2 separate regions of the Sus scrofa genome follow, and region 2 is linked to region 1. The links are chromatin contacts, called in public HiChIP or PLAC-seq maps. All regions are on one chromosome and are shown on one strand. The core of a region is the stretch at or near the end of the contact, and the rest is flanking DNA. Distances in the headings are between cores, read along the strand shown.

What was found. HiChIP or PLAC-seq counts read pairs in DNA pulled down with a chosen protein or histone mark.
Region 2: a contact with region 1 is called in an H3K27ac HiChIP or PLAC-seq map of alveolar macrophages. The contact joins two enhancer-like sites. A contact is called at or near these places in 1 of 47 Hi-C or Micro-C datasets (heart right ventricle) and 1 of 2 datasets of contacts at active chromatin or transcription factors (alveolar macrophages).

The regions. Positions count from the first base shown.
Region 1 is chr1:84,218,583-84,224,416 of Sscrofa11.1, reverse strand. No RefSeq gene overlaps it. Among named protein-coding and RNA genes, the nearest start is that of RPL18, 160 kb to the left of the region's middle. Within about 2 kb of position 3,711, at least 7 of the 83 cell types and tissues checked have an H3K27ac peak or open chromatin away from gene starts, as enhancers often do. A contact at or near this core is called in alveolar macrophages, where this site is marked.
Region 2 is chr1:84,474,292-84,480,125 of Sscrofa11.1, reverse strand. No RefSeq gene overlaps it. Among named protein-coding and RNA genes, the nearest start is that of FAM46A, 68 kb to the left of the region's middle. Within about 2 kb of position 2,170, at least 6 of the 83 cell types and tissues checked have an H3K27ac peak or open chromatin away from gene starts, as enhancers often do. A contact at or near this core is called in alveolar macrophages, where this site is marked.

The sequences.
Region 1 (5,834 bases), core at 2,462-4,961:
AGCGATTCCCCAGGCTTCACTTCCCATCTCCAGGACTGTGAGTTTCTAATGTATATCACACATCCAGCTCAGGCTGTGAGACTTAAACATAAGTAATCAACTATCTTCACCTGATGGTCTCAAAGGGTCTGCAAATCTAACATATGCAAGACAGAACTCAAAACTCCCTGCAGACCTGGTCCCCTGGACAGTCTTACCTGTGGGGGTAGAGCACGCCCATCAATTTGTTATGTTAGTCAGAAATCCAAGGCATCCTTGACATGTCCCTGTAACTGTGTCTCCCCACTTCCATGTCACCACACAAGTTTAAGGCATCATGTCTCACCTGGGTGAATGTAATAAACTAACTCGTGTCCTGACAGCCACTCGCTTCCTCTGATGGCTTATCCTCACTGCAGTCAGAATAATCCTTTCAAAACGTCAAGCAAATCATGCCAATCCCCTTGCTTCACGTCTTTCAACTGATTTTAAGTTAAAGACAGAAATCTTAAATGCAGCTTACAGATTCCACACCATCTCACTCCCAACTATCTTTCCAGATCCTTCTCTCCTTCATGCTCACACTCCAGCCTATGACTTTTCTCTCCTGCTACAGAGATGGGTAAATATATATACACATCTTTTTCTTTTCTTCTGTCTCAAATTATCTTCTCCCTCTCTTCACCTAGTTATGTCCTACTCAGAACATAATCGTAAATCGATAAGGAAGGAAACCCTGTCATCCAAGTTCAGTTCAGTTTTTTCTTTCTTCTTTCTTTCTTTCTTTCTTTCTTTCTTTCTTTCTTTCTTTCTCTCTCTCTCTCTCTCTCTCTCTCTCTCTCTCTCTCTCTCTCTCTCTCTCTTTCTTTTTTAACTTTTTTTTAGGTCTGAACCCTCTGCATAAGGAAGTTTCCAGGCTAGGTGTTGAATCAGAGCTACAGCTGCCAGCCTACACCACAGCCATAACAACACCAGATCTGATCCATGTCTGTGACTTACACCACAGCTCATGACAATGCCAGATCCTTAACTCACTGAGCAGGGCCAGGGATTGAACCCACATCCTCATGGATACTTGTCAGATTCGATTCCACTGAGACACAATGGGAACTCTTCTTTTGTTATTTTGTGTATGAAAGCATAAAACCATGTCTTTTTTCTTTCTGGATTATAGCAATTTGTAATTCTGTCCCAATCTATGTGATTGTTTTAATTCCATATTTCCTTGCTACTAGACTAATGATCTTCATGACATCAGGAACCTTGTCTTTCCCAAAGTGTGCCAGTGTGTCTTAATTAGCAAGAGGTAGGCACTGTGTGTGTGCATCTCTGCATGTGTGTGTGTTAGAAGAAAATATACAAAAATATTAACAGTGGTTATTTATAGGTAATGGACCTATGATTTTTTCTGTCCTTTATTTTCCTATATTTTATATATCTTCTACAATGGGTATGCATTTGTTTATAACTAGATAAAAATAAATGTGTTGTGTTATTAAAAGCAATCAAATGAATTTCAGAGGAAATGCCTGTCAGCCACTTATGCCAAATATTAGTGAACCACAAAGGATTACCAGGAAAGGTAAGGAAAATTAACAGCATTAAAATAGAGCCTAAGATGAATTTATAAAATAACTAACCATGGCATAAATAGAACAGAAGAGATATTTTTGAAAATCTGAATTAGCATCTTCAGAGAAAATGCTATTTTTATCATATCAAACTTCTGTGAAAAAGAGAGCAATCAGGGAACAATAAAGAGATTTATGTAATTTAAAATATATTTGCAAAAATGCAGTGAAAGAAGTGCATAGTAAAGGACATACAGCTGAAGTTAGTGAGCTGAAAAATAAACCAAGGCAATCTCCCAAAATAGGAAATTAAAAGTAATGGAAAAAGTGAAAGAGAACTTAAAGAAATAGCATATGTCCAAAAGGTGTTTGATAAAGAGATTGCAGGAACTATGTAGAAGAAGGAGAAAAAAGAAGAGAAATGGTAGAAGAAAATTTCTCTGAGCTAGAGACAAAAATGTCATCAAATATGAAGGACCCACCAAGAGCCAAATAAAGGACAGTGGGATTTTAAGACAAAAACCTGGATACATACTCTAAAAAAAAAAGTCAACTAACCAAAGATATAAAGAAAATCCCAAAGTTTCTAGTTAGGAATACAAATTGGCTAGAAAAATAAGAATTTTTTGCAGCAATAATTGGAAAAAGCAAAAATGTTTTTTGAACATGGAATTCACATTCTACTAAATCTAAATAGCTCCTTTATCCTGTTGAAACAGATGAGGCACAAGGTAAATAAGTAAAATATTTATACTGTTAGATAGTGATCCAGCCAGGACTGGGAATGTTGCAGGAAACTTTAAGTAGTGTTATCAGGGCGGCTTCACTACAAAAGCAACATCTGAGTCAAGACCCAGAGGAGGTAAGGGGTGGCCATTCAGATGTCTGGGGCAAGCATTTTAGGAATAAGAAGGTTCATCATGTGCAAAGGCCCTGGGGCAAGTGTAATCTTGCATGTTCTAGGAACTCCAAAGATGCCAATGCAGCTGGAGTAGGGTAAAAAAGGAGGAGAGGTGACAGGAGACATTACATGGGACCTGTAGGACACTGGCGAACATCAGTTTTTACTCAGAGTGAAATAGGAAGTTATTGAAGAGTTTCATGCAGACGGGTGACATAATCTATCACTTGAGCTGATGAAGGGGGTGAAGGGAAGATTCAAGGAAACTGGGTGAAAAAGCTATGACAGTAATTAGGGCAAGAGATGAAAGAGAGAAGACCAGACCAGGATGGAAGCAGAGGAGGGGTGGAAAGTGTTCTTACTCCAAGTACACTGTGGAGATAAATCTAATAGGAATGAAGTGTGACTCCAAGGTTTTTGACCTGAGAAGCTGGAAGATAGAACTGCCATTGCCTAAGATGAAGAAGGCTGAAAGCAGACATGGAGGGGAAAGCCAAGATTTCGGCTTTGGACATGTTGTATTTGAAATTAGATGTCCGTGTGGAGTTCTAGAGAAGGATGTTGGATAGACAAAGCTGGCTTCAGGAAGAGATATGAGAGAGAGAGAGAGAGAGAGAGAGAAATGGAATGCTAGAGAGAGATTTATTTAGATATATATACACACATATATAATACATATATATGTATAAACAGATGCATACATACATATATGCATACATATGAACCATCAAGGTAGAAATGCTTTTTAAAAACATGAAGTTTCCAAAGTGAGTAGAGGTGAAAAAAGGGAAGAAATCTAAGATTTGGTTTCTAGGATGTGCCAGCATTGAGAGGTCAGAGAGATGAGACGAAAGGAGCAAACAAAAAAACTGAGAAGTAGCAACCATAGAAGTAGGCAGAAAATCAAGGGAACACCATGTCCCAGAAGCCAAAGGAAGAACATATTTCAGGGAAGAGAGAGTGATCAAAACTGCTGACCGGACAAGTAAGATGACCGCAGGATTTGGCAACATGAATGTTCTTAGTGATCTAGATAAAGTGGTTCTCTGGAAGCTTGAGAAGATATGGGGGACAGTAAGTATCAGTAAACCTTTAGAATTTTCTTGTGGCATAGCAGGTTAGGGGTCCAGCATTGTCGCTTGTCACTGCAGCAGCTCTGGTTGCTGCTGTGGAGCAAGTTCAATCCTTGACCCAGGAAATTCCACATGCCTCTGGGGAAAAAAAAAAGGATGACATAGAGGGTGGCTGAAGGGGGAACTGAGGTCAAGAAAGAATTTTTTTTAAGTTATGAAATATAACTTCCTCTTTGAAGGTTAACAGAAAGATCCAGTAGGGAGGGGGAAATTAACTTGAAGCAGGAATGAAAAAGGAAATTGCTGGAGCAGTGTCCTCGAATATGCAAAAGGGGATGGGATTGGAGGCAGAATGAGAGAAGCTGGGCTTGGCTGGGAGTATAGAGAATTCAGCAGAGACAAAAGGAGCAAAGCCTACTTAAGAGGGTAAAGAGGCAGGGAGTGAGGAGATGCAGTGATGGGAACTTATGGAAGTCTTCAGACTGTGGTTTTCTCAGGACCATCTACCTGAGAATTAAGACTGTACTTTCAGGGATCATTTCCATCTATTTGAGAATGAGGATGGCAGTGATGAAAAGAGGAAAAAGTCACATGTATGTATGACTAAGGAAAGACCAAAGCTAGAAAGAAACATCATTTCAATCCTGATGCTTAAAATAATCTCCTTTAATGAACTCAATCGGGAGGGTGTTTGTTTGTTTGTGTTAAAACTTACATTTCCAGAATTCCTTTCATGACTCAGCGGAAATGAATCTGACTAGCATCCATGAGGATGCAAGTTTGATCCCTGGCCTTGCTCAGTGAGTTAAGGATCCGGCATTGCATCAAGCTGTGGTGTAGGTCACAGACACAGCTCGGATCTGGCGTGGCTGTGGCTGTGGCATAGGCCAGCAGCTATAGCTCCGATTCGACCCCTAGCCTGGGAACGTCCATGTGACACGGGTGCAGCCCTAAAAAGACAAAAACAAACAAAAAACCTTATATTTCCTTTTTTGTAGGTTTAATTACACTACTTGCTTCCAAGGTGACACATTACATACATGGTGATATAGTGATATACAGAGAGAATAACATATATATATATATAAACTTAATATATGTATATATAAAATGATATTAATTTGTTTCAACATAGAAACTATATATAAAAAAACTGAAGACAGGAGTTCCCATTATGGTTCAGCAGGTTAGAAACCCAACCAGTGTTCATGAGGATGCGAGTTTGATCCCTGATCATTCAGTGGGTTAAGGATTTGGTGTTGCCACAAGCTGCAGCATAGGCCACAGATGTGGCTGAGATACAGCATTGCTATGGCTGTGGTGTAGGGCATTAGCTGCAGCTCTGATTCAACACCTAGCCTGGGAACTTCCACATGCAGGTGCAGCCACAAAAAGAAAAAAAAAAAATTTAAGAAAATATAATTAAAGAATATAATGGAAATATTATAAACCTTGAAAATGAAAAAACAATATAATAAATAGGCTCTGGGGCAAGGAAATGAGGTGGAAGTGTGCTAAAACCCTCATCTGTGTGCAGTTAATAGGTGCTGTGTAGAATTTTTATATCAATATGCAGTCCTAATGACAAGTATCAGAAAAAACTATGGATAATAATACAACACATTTGGGAAACAGAAGGAAAGGTTAAGTGGGCTAGAGTTCTTTTAATTTCCCATCACTTCTCACTGGGCTAATTGTGTCTAAAGGCAATTAAGAAAGTAAAGTGTAATTTAACATTACAACAGCCAAGTAATGGGATTACTTCTGGGTAATAGGACTGACTGGAGAAAGGATGAAAGGGGAAATTCTCTATGTATTTCAGGATCACTTGATTTACCCGTGCATGTGCATACATGTATTATTTTCCAAATGTTTTTTTAAATTTTAAATAATTTAAGAAGCTATGGGAGATCCCGTTGTGGCTCAGCAGAAATGTATCTGACTAGGATCCATGAGAATGCAAGTTTGATTCCTGGCCTTGCTCAGTGGGTTAAGGATCCAGCATTGCCATGAGCTATGGTATAGGTGGCAGACGTGGCTCAGAGCCCATGTTGCTGTGGCTGTAGGTGTAGGCCGGCAGCTGCAGCTCCGATTCAACCCGTGGCACCTCCATGTGCCACTGCTGTGGCCCTAAAAAGACAAAATTTAAAAAAAAAAGAAGCAGCAGCTATGAATACTATTTTTCAATCAAGAAGGACCTCCAAAATATGATATAATTAAGCACTTGGTGAGGTCTAGCTCCTTTCAGAATGACTTCACCAAGTGCTAACATTAATGTGCTAGCTTTCATCAAAGCCTGCTTTGAGAAAC
Region 2 (5,834 bases), core at 921-3,420, 260 kb before region 1:
TCTGGCATAGGCCAGCAGCTACAGCCCCAATTAGACCCCTAGCCTGGGAATCTCCATATGCCATAGGTGCGGCCCTAGGGGAAAAAAAAAAAAAAGACAAAAAAAATTGTTAATACTTTGAGGAATTTAGCCAGTTATTAAACATGCCTGTCATTAAAAATGAAATTTTACAAAGTTAGAATTCAATAAATTCTATCAGAAATAGAGGTCACAAATACTCAGAACTCATCACATCCCACTGATTTTGTTCTACTTTAATATTACCTGTGCCCTTGCAGTTATGTAACTCTACTGTAGCAACATGGTAGCAGTACCATGGGCAGGGTGCTCTTTCTTTCTAGTTCTGTTTTGGTGATGCGGCTGTTGATAGTGTGAAAATGGTCATGATAGCAATATCTCACCACAGAAAGTAGCTAACACTGCGGATCAGGTCCTGGTTTATTGTTTATTGATTCTTTAGGCTAAAGAAAGTAATGGAGGGAGTTACCCTCGTGGCTCAGTGGTAAATGAACCTGACTGGTATCCATGAGGATGTGGGTTGGATCCCTGGCCTTGCTCAGTGAGTTAAGGATCCAGCGTTGCATTGAGCTGTGGTGTAGGTCACAGATGTGGCTCGGATCCTGTGTTGTTGTGGCTGTGGTATAGGCCAGTGGCTAGCGCTCTGTTTTGACCCCTAGCCTGGGAACCTCCATATGCAAGTGGGAGTGGTGATAAAAAACCAAAAAAAAAAAAAAAAAAAAAAAAAAAAGAAAGTAATAGAGAAAACATCAATAATACAAATTACACTTAGCTTAACAATGTGTTGTATCTAGTGCCAAAGATGAAAGAGGTTTCAATTTAATGACTATAACTTTTTTTTTTTTTTTGGCTTTTTAGGGTTGTACCCATGGCATATCGAAGTTCCCAGTCTAGGGGTCGATTCGGAGCTACAGCTGCCAGCCTATGCCACAGCCAGAGAAAATCAGAATCCGAGCTGCATCTGTGACTGACACAACTCACAGCAATTCTGGATCCCCCACCCACTGAGCAAGGCCAGGGATCGAACCTGCATCCTCATGGATACTAGTAATGAGTACAACTTTTGTATAAGGGTTACAGATAGTCAATTATAAATCATCTATCAGTAACCTATACAAATAATACTCGTGCTGTTTTTTTTGTTTGTTTTTTGTTTTTTTGTTGTTGTTGTTGTTGTTGTTGTTTTTTTTTTTTTTGCTTTTTAGGGCCGCACCTGCAGCATATGGAGGTTCCCAGGTTACGGGTCTAATCAGAGCTACAGCTGCTGTCCACAGTTCCAGCAACAGCAATGCCAGATCTGAGCCTGTTTGTGACCTACACCATAGCTCATGGCAACGCCAGATCTTTAACCCACTAAGCAAGGCCAGGGATCGAACCAGCAATCTCATGGTTCCTAGTTGGATTCTCTTCTGCTGTGCCACAACGGGAACTCCCTTGTGCATCTCTTTATGATGCTGCTCTGTGCAGATCACACTCACCTACTTTTCAATCACAGTAGTGACTATCTCTCAAGTTATTTAGTCGATCATATAAAATAATCCTGCCCACTGATTCAGAATAGAATTAAGGAAGATAGGAGAAAGGTAATATTTTAATATTCATTGAGTGATTCCATGCCAGGGCCTATCATAGAGACCATAAATACATCATCTTATTTGTTTCTCCAAAATAATTCTTTAGAATAAACAGTACTATCCTCATCTTACAGATGAGAAACCTGAGGCTCAGACAGGTCAAGCAGTTTGGTCATGTTTATAGTTCATCAATGGCAGGTGTGGCATTTGAACTCTAGAATGTCTGACTCTAAAGCTTTTGTTCTTTCTCCCCTCTTACTATACAATTTCATCTGCTTTATCTTCCTTAACCAAAATGAGATCATTTTCTTTGTTTTAATCTTAATTGGGAAAAACTTTAAAGTTATTAACAGACACATAGTGGAAAAGAAAAAATAATTCCTAAGCATCTCCTCCCATTGATGGTCTTCTGAGTATATCATATTTCAGCCTCAAAAATAAACATTCTTGGAGTCCCCTGGTGGGTCAGCAGGTTAAATATCTGGCGTGGTCACTGCTGTGGCTCAGTTCACTACTGTGGCATGGGTTCAGTCTTTGGCCTGGGAACTTCCACATGCTGCAAGTATAGCCAAAAAAAGAGAAATGAAGTTCTCACCAGTCGTGGTTCATGCCAAAGCAGAATTGGGCATTACCCATGACTAAAATAGGCTCCTCCTTCTTCTAATGAAGATCCCAAGTCTTGCTTTACCCCTATTATCATTCATCCAGTTCTGATTGGCACTAGTTCTTGGCTGCACTCCCAGAATCAGTACATTCCCAAGCCAAACCAGTCTTCTATTTCATATTATGTCTGCTTTTCATGGTGAGAGTCTCAGAGAAAAGGAAACAGATATAGGCTGTGTAAATAGAGCATATTGTAGGGTTGGGAGTGAAGTAATTTTAGAGGAAGTTAGAAATTTTGCTAAGTAATAGCAATTATGAAGTTAAAGCACAATTACATGCAACCACCATGCATAATATGAAAGAGAAAGATACTGTAAACAAGTGGTCAGAGAAGACAGAGGTGGACATCAAAGTGCACACAGGGTAAAAAGGATTAATATCATTTCTTTCAAAGGCGAGCAATCCCAAGGCATTTTAATTCCACTCCTCTCTTTGACTAACTTATTTTATGATCGCCGTTATTATAGCCAAGTGTTCTCTAATCCAGTGCTTCTCAAACTTGAGTGCATGAAAATCACCCAGAGAGCTTGTTAAAATGCAGATTCTGATCCAGTAGCTCTGGGGTGGGGCCTGAGGTTCTTCATTTCTAACACACTATAAGCGAACAAGGTTGGTGCCCGAGCTGCTGACTTAGAAACTCACCTTTAGTGGCAAAGCTTTTGCCCATAAGACAAAACAAACAAACAAACAAACAAAAAAACACCACTCTTTGGGGGGTAGGAGGAGTGAGTGTATCTAGTACCTTAGAAAATGAGATCAAAAAGAACATCTGTATGTTACATTTCAAGGAATTCTCCACTTTGGACTATGAGCACTGATATCCCATATGATGCTGATTCCAGAAACTTACCATGCTTATCTTGCAAAGATAAAATTTTCTTATTTTGCAGACTTCTGGAATTCGAAAGCAGTTAGTTCCTCAAACATTAGGTGTGTGTTGACAAAACTGAAAATGAATATGGACTTCTACTTTCAAGAGTCCAATCAGATTTTTTTTTTAATCTTACATGGATGAATTTATGAAACCACAAAAATAAACACCAATTTCATTCATTTTGAATGAATGTACATATGTCTACATCAAAATTGTAGCTTTTAGGGTAAAAATACATACAGTGCAACTTGTGGGTTTCTTTTTGACAAGCAGTGATAAGTTTCAGTCTAGCCAAGGATAACGTAGTCTAAGAAAAGGCTTCACAAATATATGAGGGACACAGATTTGCTCTCTCCTAGCAGATGCTTTAGACTAGAAAGAAGAAATCTGATGTAAGGTTTCTACTTGTAAAATAGTTTCTTTATCAGTGATGTAGTTACTTTTGATGCTTTTTACTTCCCAGTTTGGAAAAGCAAGGCACCTAGAGGTTAGTCAACTTGTTCAACATGGCACAGTCATCGGCTCCAAAGGAGGCTTGAGGATAAAAGTCACCCATGCTGGAGCTTCCCACCCCAAACCACGCTGCCAGCATGGCATGCTTAGGGTCAAGCCCAGCGTGGCTTTCCAGTCCCCTGATTTCTTGCCCTCACCCAAGCCTGTGGCCCCTGTCTTTTATCATTAATATGTTGGAATTTTCCCAGGCTGTCTCTAACTCAGTTTGCTAATGAGATGTTAAGATTTGGGTCTCAGGAAGAGTAACTGTCCTATTTTTTAATTGATATTTCCCCCTAATCCACCAGTATTCATAGTAAAGTTCACTTCCTTCTTCTTCTGTTCCTGTCATCCATAAAGAGGGTCTGAGAAACCTCCAAGCTTTCCCTCCCAGCCCACTTCCACACCTTTCCCAAGACTATTCTGAGCCCCAGCCCACAGACGCACATGCTGCTGCCACTCACCCAGGTCAGTTACACAGCATCAAGAAGGAAAGAAAAAGTGAACCATCTTATTTTGGAGAAACTTCTCCCTGTACAAACAAAACATTTGCTCTGTCCTTTATAGCGAGACCAATCAAGTCATTTATAGTCTAAATCAGGACACTTTTGAAAATAGAATGGGTTAGATTAAAATTCGGCCCAGGTTATAAGCATCAGCTTTCCTGTACACGATAACATATGGCCGTGGCTTGCGTGGGTCCCTTATGTGGACTTGCCTTGGAGAACACTGGAAAAGATCTTGAATCCAGGAGATTTGGTGGACTCTGGTTACCATGAATGAAATGTGAGCTTTGTTTCTAGAAGTTCCACCTCAATATAACCTTTAAGTTCCAGTTGGTTTAGTAACCCTTATATTGAACACATGCAGAGATATACCCAAAGCAAGAGATTGAAGGAAGAGTTAAGATTTCTTTTTTTTTTCTTTTTTCAGTTCTTGCTTCTAGTTGATTTAACACCTGTTAATGTTGGCTAGAAAACATTTTTATGTTTGCTGAGAACTTATATCAGAAACTGATGTTGATCAAGAGAAGAAAACCAGAAAGGTTTAATTGCCTCTGGCTTTCCACTCCCATTCTTTAACAGTGAAACTTGTATTTAATTTATAAAGGAAACAAGATTCAGAAGTGATTAAATTATGCTATCTAAGTAGGTGCTAAAATGCTTTTAACTTAAAACACATTTTAAAATACAGAAACTCCATTGTCAAGTGACATCTAATCACCTCATGGACAAATACAACAACACAGAAGAATGTTGTATCAGCTTAAGCTGCTTTATGGATTCCACTTCTAAAATATTTTCCCCTCTGCTCCACAACCCCAATCTTTGTCTCTAAGAGTCTCCTAACTCTTAATCCTTTTCAATTCAACTGAAACCCCTGTTATCTTTTGCAAATGCTATTCTCAACCTGCAAATCCAGTTTAGATCCTCTCCAGGACACCTCTTAAAGAAATCTCAAATCTTTAATCCAATTTACAAATCTCTGCATCCTCTCCACCACCAGCCTTATCACTGAGCAAGTAATTTGCTCTCATTTGTTGAATGTTTACAACCAAAGGTAAAGACATGTCCACGCCTCTCCTTCAAAGGGCTTACTCTATTTGAACAGGTCATCACCATCTTAGTGTGGGGATGAACTGAGGCTTCCCAAAGGCTAGTTTAAGAACAACTTTTTTTTTTTTTTTGGCCACACCCACAGCATGCAGAAGTTCCCAGGCCAGGCATGGAACCTGAGCCACAGCAGTGACAACACCAGATCCTTTACCAATAGGTCATCAGGAAATCTGTGACCAACTATTATTCCTGTTTTGCTGAGCTTGTTGGTGAATGGGGAAGCATCCAGGAGGAACCGAAATGGGTAGAAAGTGATTTAGTCTAGAAAGCCAGTGAAGGAAAAGGATCCTAAACTGTGGAGAAGAGCTGAAAATTGTAGAAGGACGGGAATGTTGACAGGGCAGAGAGAAGTGAGATTAAGAATGGAGGAGAAGTTCGTGAACTATTTTTAAATTGTTTCCAGGTTATAAGAACTCATTCAAACAAGAAAAAGCTTGTGTGTTGTGCCATGGATGTAGATTCCCTGACTCGGTGATTCCCAATACTTGGCTGAATATTGAAAATGATGAGGGGTCCTTTAAGATGCTAATGCCTAGGATTCATCTTCAAGAATTCATCTCCAGATGTTCTGCTGTGTCTGGTCTCAGGTGGGGCTGA